Regions from separate parts of the Anas platyrhynchos genome. Here region 2 is linked to region 1. Evidence: chromatin contacts called from public Hi-C data. All regions are on one chromosome and are shown on one strand. The core of a region is the stretch at or near the end of the contact, and the rest is flanking DNA. Distances in the headings are between cores, read along the strand shown.

Evidence for each region. A called contact is a pair of places that touch in the nucleus more often than the background predicts.
Region 2: a Hi-C map of skeletal muscle shows a contact between it and region 1, with 2.4 times the contacts expected there. The contact joins the promoter of BRCA1 here to the promoter of BECN1 in region 1. A contact is called at or near these places in 4 of 8 Hi-C or Micro-C datasets (liver, skeletal muscle and subcutaneous adipose tissue).

What each region holds. Positions count from the first base shown.
Region 1 is chr28:1,214,656-1,217,355 of IASCAAS_PekinDuck_T2T, reverse strand. It overlaps BECN1 (beclin 1), which reads left to right and starts at 1,437. Exons shown (of 11, transcript XM_027445495.3): 1 at 1,437-1,671; 2 at 1,784-1,854; 3 at 1,953-2,011; 4 at 2,300-2,390; 5 at 2,625-2,700. The coding sequence starts at 1,536. PSME3 (proteasome activator subunit 3) reads right to left here and starts at 1,240. Exons shown (of 11, transcript XM_027445595.3): 1 at 1,063-1,240. The coding sequence starts at 1,104.
Region 2 is chr28:1,344,433-1,347,132 of IASCAAS_PekinDuck_T2T, reverse strand. BRCA1 (BRCA1 DNA repair associated) reads left to right here and starts at 1,374. Exons shown (of 23, transcript XM_038168748.2): 1 at 1,374-1,452; 2 at 1,975-2,073. The coding sequence starts at 1,994. It overlaps NBR1 (NBR1 autophagy cargo receptor), which reads right to left and starts at 1,213. Exons shown (of 21, transcript XM_027445428.3): 1 at 920-1,213. The coding sequence starts at 1,021.

The DNA.
Region 1 (2,700 bases), core at 188-2,687:
CTCTGCGGGGCGGTGGAGATCATCCTCAGCCTGAGCCGTGTGTCTCTCCTTGCTTTTATGAGCGGGGCCAAGCTGGGGAATCCCCTGGGCGTGATGAGCTGAAGGTACAGCTCGGTATCAGCCGAGCACTGCTCTGTGCAGCAGCAGAGAGCACCCTCAGCCTGAGCCCTGGGCTTCCCCTTGCTTTTAGGAGCTGATGAACCACCCTCAGCCTGAACGCTGCATTTCTCCTTGCTTTTAGAAACAGGCAGACCGCTCACAGCCTGAATCTTCCAATTCTCCTTGTCTTTCCAAGGCAGGTACACCACCACCAGCCTGAATCCTGGGCTTCTCCTTGTTTTTAGGCGTGTGTAGTCCGCTTAAGCCTGGCATCTTTCCTTGCTTTTCTGAGCAGGTAGCCCACTCTCAGCCTGAATCCTGGGCTTCTCCTTGCTTTTTTGGAGCAGCTACACCTCCCTCAACCTAAACCTTGCATCCTTCCTTGCCTTTACGAGCTGACAGACCACCCCTCAGCCTGAACCCTTCACCTCTCCTTGTTTTTATGAGCAGCTGCTCCCCCCTCAGCCTGCATCCTGGGCTCCCCCTTGCTTTTCTGAGCAGTCACCCCCTTCTTCGCCTGCACCTTGCGCTTCCCCTTGCTTTTAGAACCAGGCAGCCTCAACCTCCCACCTCTCCTTCCCTTCACGAGGCAGCCACGCCACCCTCACCCTGCACCTCGCTTATCCCCTCCTTATTTTAAACAGGGCCTCACCGCGGAGGCCCCACGCGGGGCGAGACGGGGCTCAAATCACCCAACCCCTCCGCTACCCCCACGGGCCGAGCTCCGCAGCGCTCAGAACAACCCGGAGGGGAACCAAGGAGGGGAAACCCGCCCCTTGGGTGCGCTTTAACCCAACCGGAGCCCTTCAAGGGAGCATCCACAAAGGCCTCGGGCCCGCCGGGGCCGCCAGGGCCTAGCCCCGAGGCCCGGGCCGGCGCGGATCCGCGCCGGCCCGGGCCTCGGGGCTAGGCCCTGGCGGCCCCGGCGGGCCCTTAACGATGGTTGCTGGCGGCGGAGCGCACCTTGAGCTTCACCTCCGGGTCCACCTTGAGCAACGAGGCCATGGCGGCGGGGCCTGCTCCGGGTCTCGCTGCGCCGCGGGGCCGCGCTCTGCCGCCACCGCCGCCGCCGCCGGCTACCGCAGCGCTGCCGCCGCCACAGCCGCCGCCGCCGGAAGTGAGCTCGGCGCGGAGAGGCAGCCAATGGGAGGTTGGATTTCTGCACACGTGATAGGGAGGAGGGTCCTGGTAGGGCAGAGGGAGGGAGGGAATTTAGGGGGTGTGTAGGAAGAGGGGGGGGGGTGGTGTGGGGGGGTTATGTACCTGCCAGGACCTGGCGGGGAGGACTGGAGGGGTTGAGGGCGGAAGTGGAAAGGGAAAAGGGCGGAAGTGGAACGGGAAAGGGGCGGAAGTGGAGGGCTTGATTTCCGGCAGCGGGAGTAATGGCGGCGGTGGCGGTGGGAGCGCGGCGGTGAAGGGAGCCCGGTGGCGGCAGCATGGAGGGCGGGCGGGCCGGTGGTGGTGGCGGCTGCACCACGCAGGTGAGCTTCGTGTGCCAGCGCTGCAGCCAGCCGCTGAAGCTCGACACCTCCTTCAAGATCCTCGACCGCCTCACCATCCAGGAGCTCACCGGTACCGGCAACGGGGGCCCCGGTGGTGGCGGAGGGGGGGGGGGGGGGTGGAATGGGAACGGGAACGGGACCGGGACCGGGTCTCGGCCGCTGACAGCTCCTCGCCCCCACAGCCCCGCTGCTCACCGCCGCTCCCGCCCGGCCCGGGGATGCGCAGGAGGAGGAGAGCAGCGCCCTGAGCGAGGTACGGGGAGGGGGCACCGGGAGGACCGGGGAGGGGGTGGGGGGGGAGCCGCCGGGCCCCAGTAACGGCACCGCCTGGTTCCCTTTCCCTCCCCGCAGGAAGGCTTCGCGGAGAGCCGGCAGGACGGCGTGTCCAGGAGGTTCATCCCACCTGCCAGGTACGGTGGGGAGCCCCCAAACCGGGCACCGGAGCTTTGGGGGGGGGTGGGGAGGAGCCGTGGGCGCTGCCCCTCACGGGGCGCCCCCCGTTTTGCCCCCCCGGTGTATTTAGGGCACCGTTTATCAGTTGTGCGCTTTGGCCGAGCACCAAAATGCTGCCCCCCTCCTTCCCCCAAAAAAATTGGAGGCGATCTCCCCCAACTCCCAAATCCCGGTTGCGCCCTGTTCCCCTGAGCCCCCCTCACCCCCATCCCCGGCGCTCCCTTCCCGGTGAAATTCGTCCCCAGAATGATGTCGACGGAGAGCGCCAACAGCTTCACGCTCATCGGGGAGGCGTCAGACGGCGGCACGATGGAAAACCTCAGCAGGAGGCTGAAGGCAAGTGGTGTGCAGGGGGGGCACCTCGGGTCCTCGTCAAAATTCAGATCCTCGTCACTGACGCTCCACGAGGTCGAATTTATTCCATGACGGCCTTTGAGATGTTTTTCTTGCAAATAGTTGAAAAAAAGGTGGTTTAAAATCCAGGTGTGGCTTGCAGAAATCTTTCTGGGAAGGGAAGAGGCGCGCCCGGCTGTCGGGAGCTCATGGGGGGGGCACGGAATTTCTCCGCAGGTGACCGGCGACCTCTTCGACATCATGTCGGGGCAGACGGACGTGGATCACCCCCTGTGCGAGGAGTGCACGGACA
Region 2 (2,700 bases), core at 125-2,624, 130 kb before region 1:
TAAGGTACAACTTTTCAAACAACGTACCCACACAAACCAGGAGAGCTACTACAAAATTAAATCAATAATCACTACTGCTCCATCGTAACTCTGAGAATCCTAACAGCATAACATAAACCACGTCCAACGAAAGAGTCTTGACTACATAGGACGGGAAAACTCAAGACAAAAACTCCTCGGTATGCCAAGTATCTGATATGCAGATCTTCACAGACACCTGCCTAGGTACACAAGGCCTGCTGACAGGAACAGTTACAGCCACATGGGTACACAAAGCACCAGGAAACAGGAAACCAAAAGCCTATGTTCAGGACTCGGCATCCCAGAGGATAAAAAAAAGAGAGAGAGAAAGAGAGAAACCCTCTGTAAGTAACAGAGAAAGGCTGAAGTTGTGCCAGGGGAGGTTTAGGTTGGATGTTAGGAAGAACTTCTTTACCAAAAGGGTTGTGAGGCATTGGGACGGGCTGCCCAGGGAAGTGGTGGAGTCACCATCCCTGGAGATCTTTAAAAGACGTTTAGATGCAGTGCTTAGTGATATGGTTTAGTGGAGGGCTTGGTAGTGTTAGGTCAGAGGTTAGGACTGGGTGATCTGGGAGGTCTCTTCCAACCTAAGTGATTCTGTGAGTAATCCAACTACATCTACTCAAATGGACAACAGAACAACAGACGAGCAAAAGTAAGGATTGCCAACAGGAACAGAGCAGAGCACACAGCTCTGGTCCCCTGCCCCCATCTCAAACCAAACCAAACCCAAACCCCACAACCAACCCCCAGCAGCTTTCTCCACAACACCCTTCCCACCTCCCCCTAAGCACAAAACGAGCCCCAAAAGCTCCAACCCCCCCCTGAGGCGACAGAACCGCGCATCACCCCCCCACACACCCCCCTTTAACCCCCAGGAGCCGGGCCCCGGACTCACCATGGCCTCCACATCGGCCCACGTCGTGTGCGCCGAGTCGGACACGAGGAAGCTCTGGGTCTCCCCGCGGCAGCTGACGCGGAGATTCACCTGCGGCTCCATGGCCCGCTCCTCACCGCGGGAGGCCCCTCAGGAGGGCCCGGGGAGGCTCCTCACACACCCGCTGACCCCACCGAGGCCCCGACCCGGCAGCCAGGGCCCCTCAGGGTCCCGCCGCCGCCTCAGCCCCCGCCGCCGCTGCCCCCAGCCCCTCAGCGCCCCGCCGGCCCTAACATGGCGGACAGGCCCCAGCCAGCTCCCCCACCCGCCCTCCGCGCGATGCTATTGGTCGCCCGCCCTGTCGCTCAGCCGCTCCGCCGCGCTGATTGGTCGGTAGGCGGGGCCGCGCGCGGTGGAAACACAACAATAACACAGCCCGGGGAAGCCGGAAGCGGGAGGACGGGCGGCGAGCCAGCGGACGCGCACTTCCGGTGCTCCCAAAATGCAGCGCGCCGCAGGGGCGCTGCGCACGCTGAGGCTTTGAAGGTCACGAGGTAACACCGCAGCCAATCAGGCGCCTCGATCCCCGCCGTGGCAACAGAGGCGGGGCCCCTCCTCGAGAAAGCAGCGAATAAGAGAGCGTTTCTCGGGGCACGTGACTCAGCCGGCGGATGCGATTGGCTGTTGGGGCGCGTTGTTTTTCTGGCTGGCGGGAAGGGCGCGAAATGTGACAGGGCGGCGGTGGGCGGGTGAGGAGCGGGAGGGGAGCGCTGCGGCCTCCGGGCGGCCTCCTCCGGGCAGCCTCCCAGGAGCCTCCCCCTGGCCTCCTCCCGAGCCTCAGCGCCGGGAACGGCCGCGGGGCTCCCCCCCGTGCCCCCTTCAGGCCGTGTGGCGGGGCCCGGAGCCGTCCCGTGGCGCTGTGGGGTGCTCCCTGGGTGCGGGAGGCTCTCGGGGAGCCTCGCCCCGGAGCAGGGGCTGAGGTTCGGGCCCCGGGCTGGGAATTTTCCAGGCTGAATTTTTGGGGCAGCCCCGTGTGGATCTGGGGGGTTATTGGTGTTTTTTTTTATTGTTTGCAGGTATTTGGGGCTGCGAAGCATGGACCTGGCCGTGGTTGCCGCTGGAGAGGTGCAGAATGTGCTCTCGGCTATGCAGAAGAACTTGGAGTGCCCCATTTGGTACGGCCGGGGATCAGCGCTGGGGCTCGGACTTTTATTTTTTGCTTCTGCTGAAGGGATTTGAGAGTGGTGGGGTCAAAAGAAAATACGAAGAGTGATGTTTTAAAGTCAGTTAACGTTGGTGTTTTCTAAGAGCAAATACAAGACAGGAAGCGCGTTTTGCTCAGATATTTTGGCAAGCCTTTGTTTTCGTGTTGCCACCTCCATGACTCGGTGCTCTACCCAACTGAAGTAAAAATATAACTGATCCGATTAGAGCATCGTTTGTAAAGCAGCGTGGATCTTTGCCACCGAAAGTTAAGCGTGGTTTGTACTTCTGCAATGTAAACAAATGCTAAAATAACACAAATTCTGTCTAACGCCTGAATATTTACAATGTCTGATCAGTTCTTAAAGGTTCTTGCTGCTGGTGTTGCAGATTTTTTTTTGTCTATTGTGGCGAATATTTTTTAATCTTTAAATCTTTCTTCTATGTGTTTATGAAGGTACATTTTATATGTATATGAACGTATATTTTCTTGTTTTCTACTACACGGGCTCTTGCACCTCTTCTTTACAAAGGCCTTTGCCCTTGCCATGGGAGGTCAGAATTGAAAGAGAAGCTGCTAGTGTTCCAACACCAAGTTT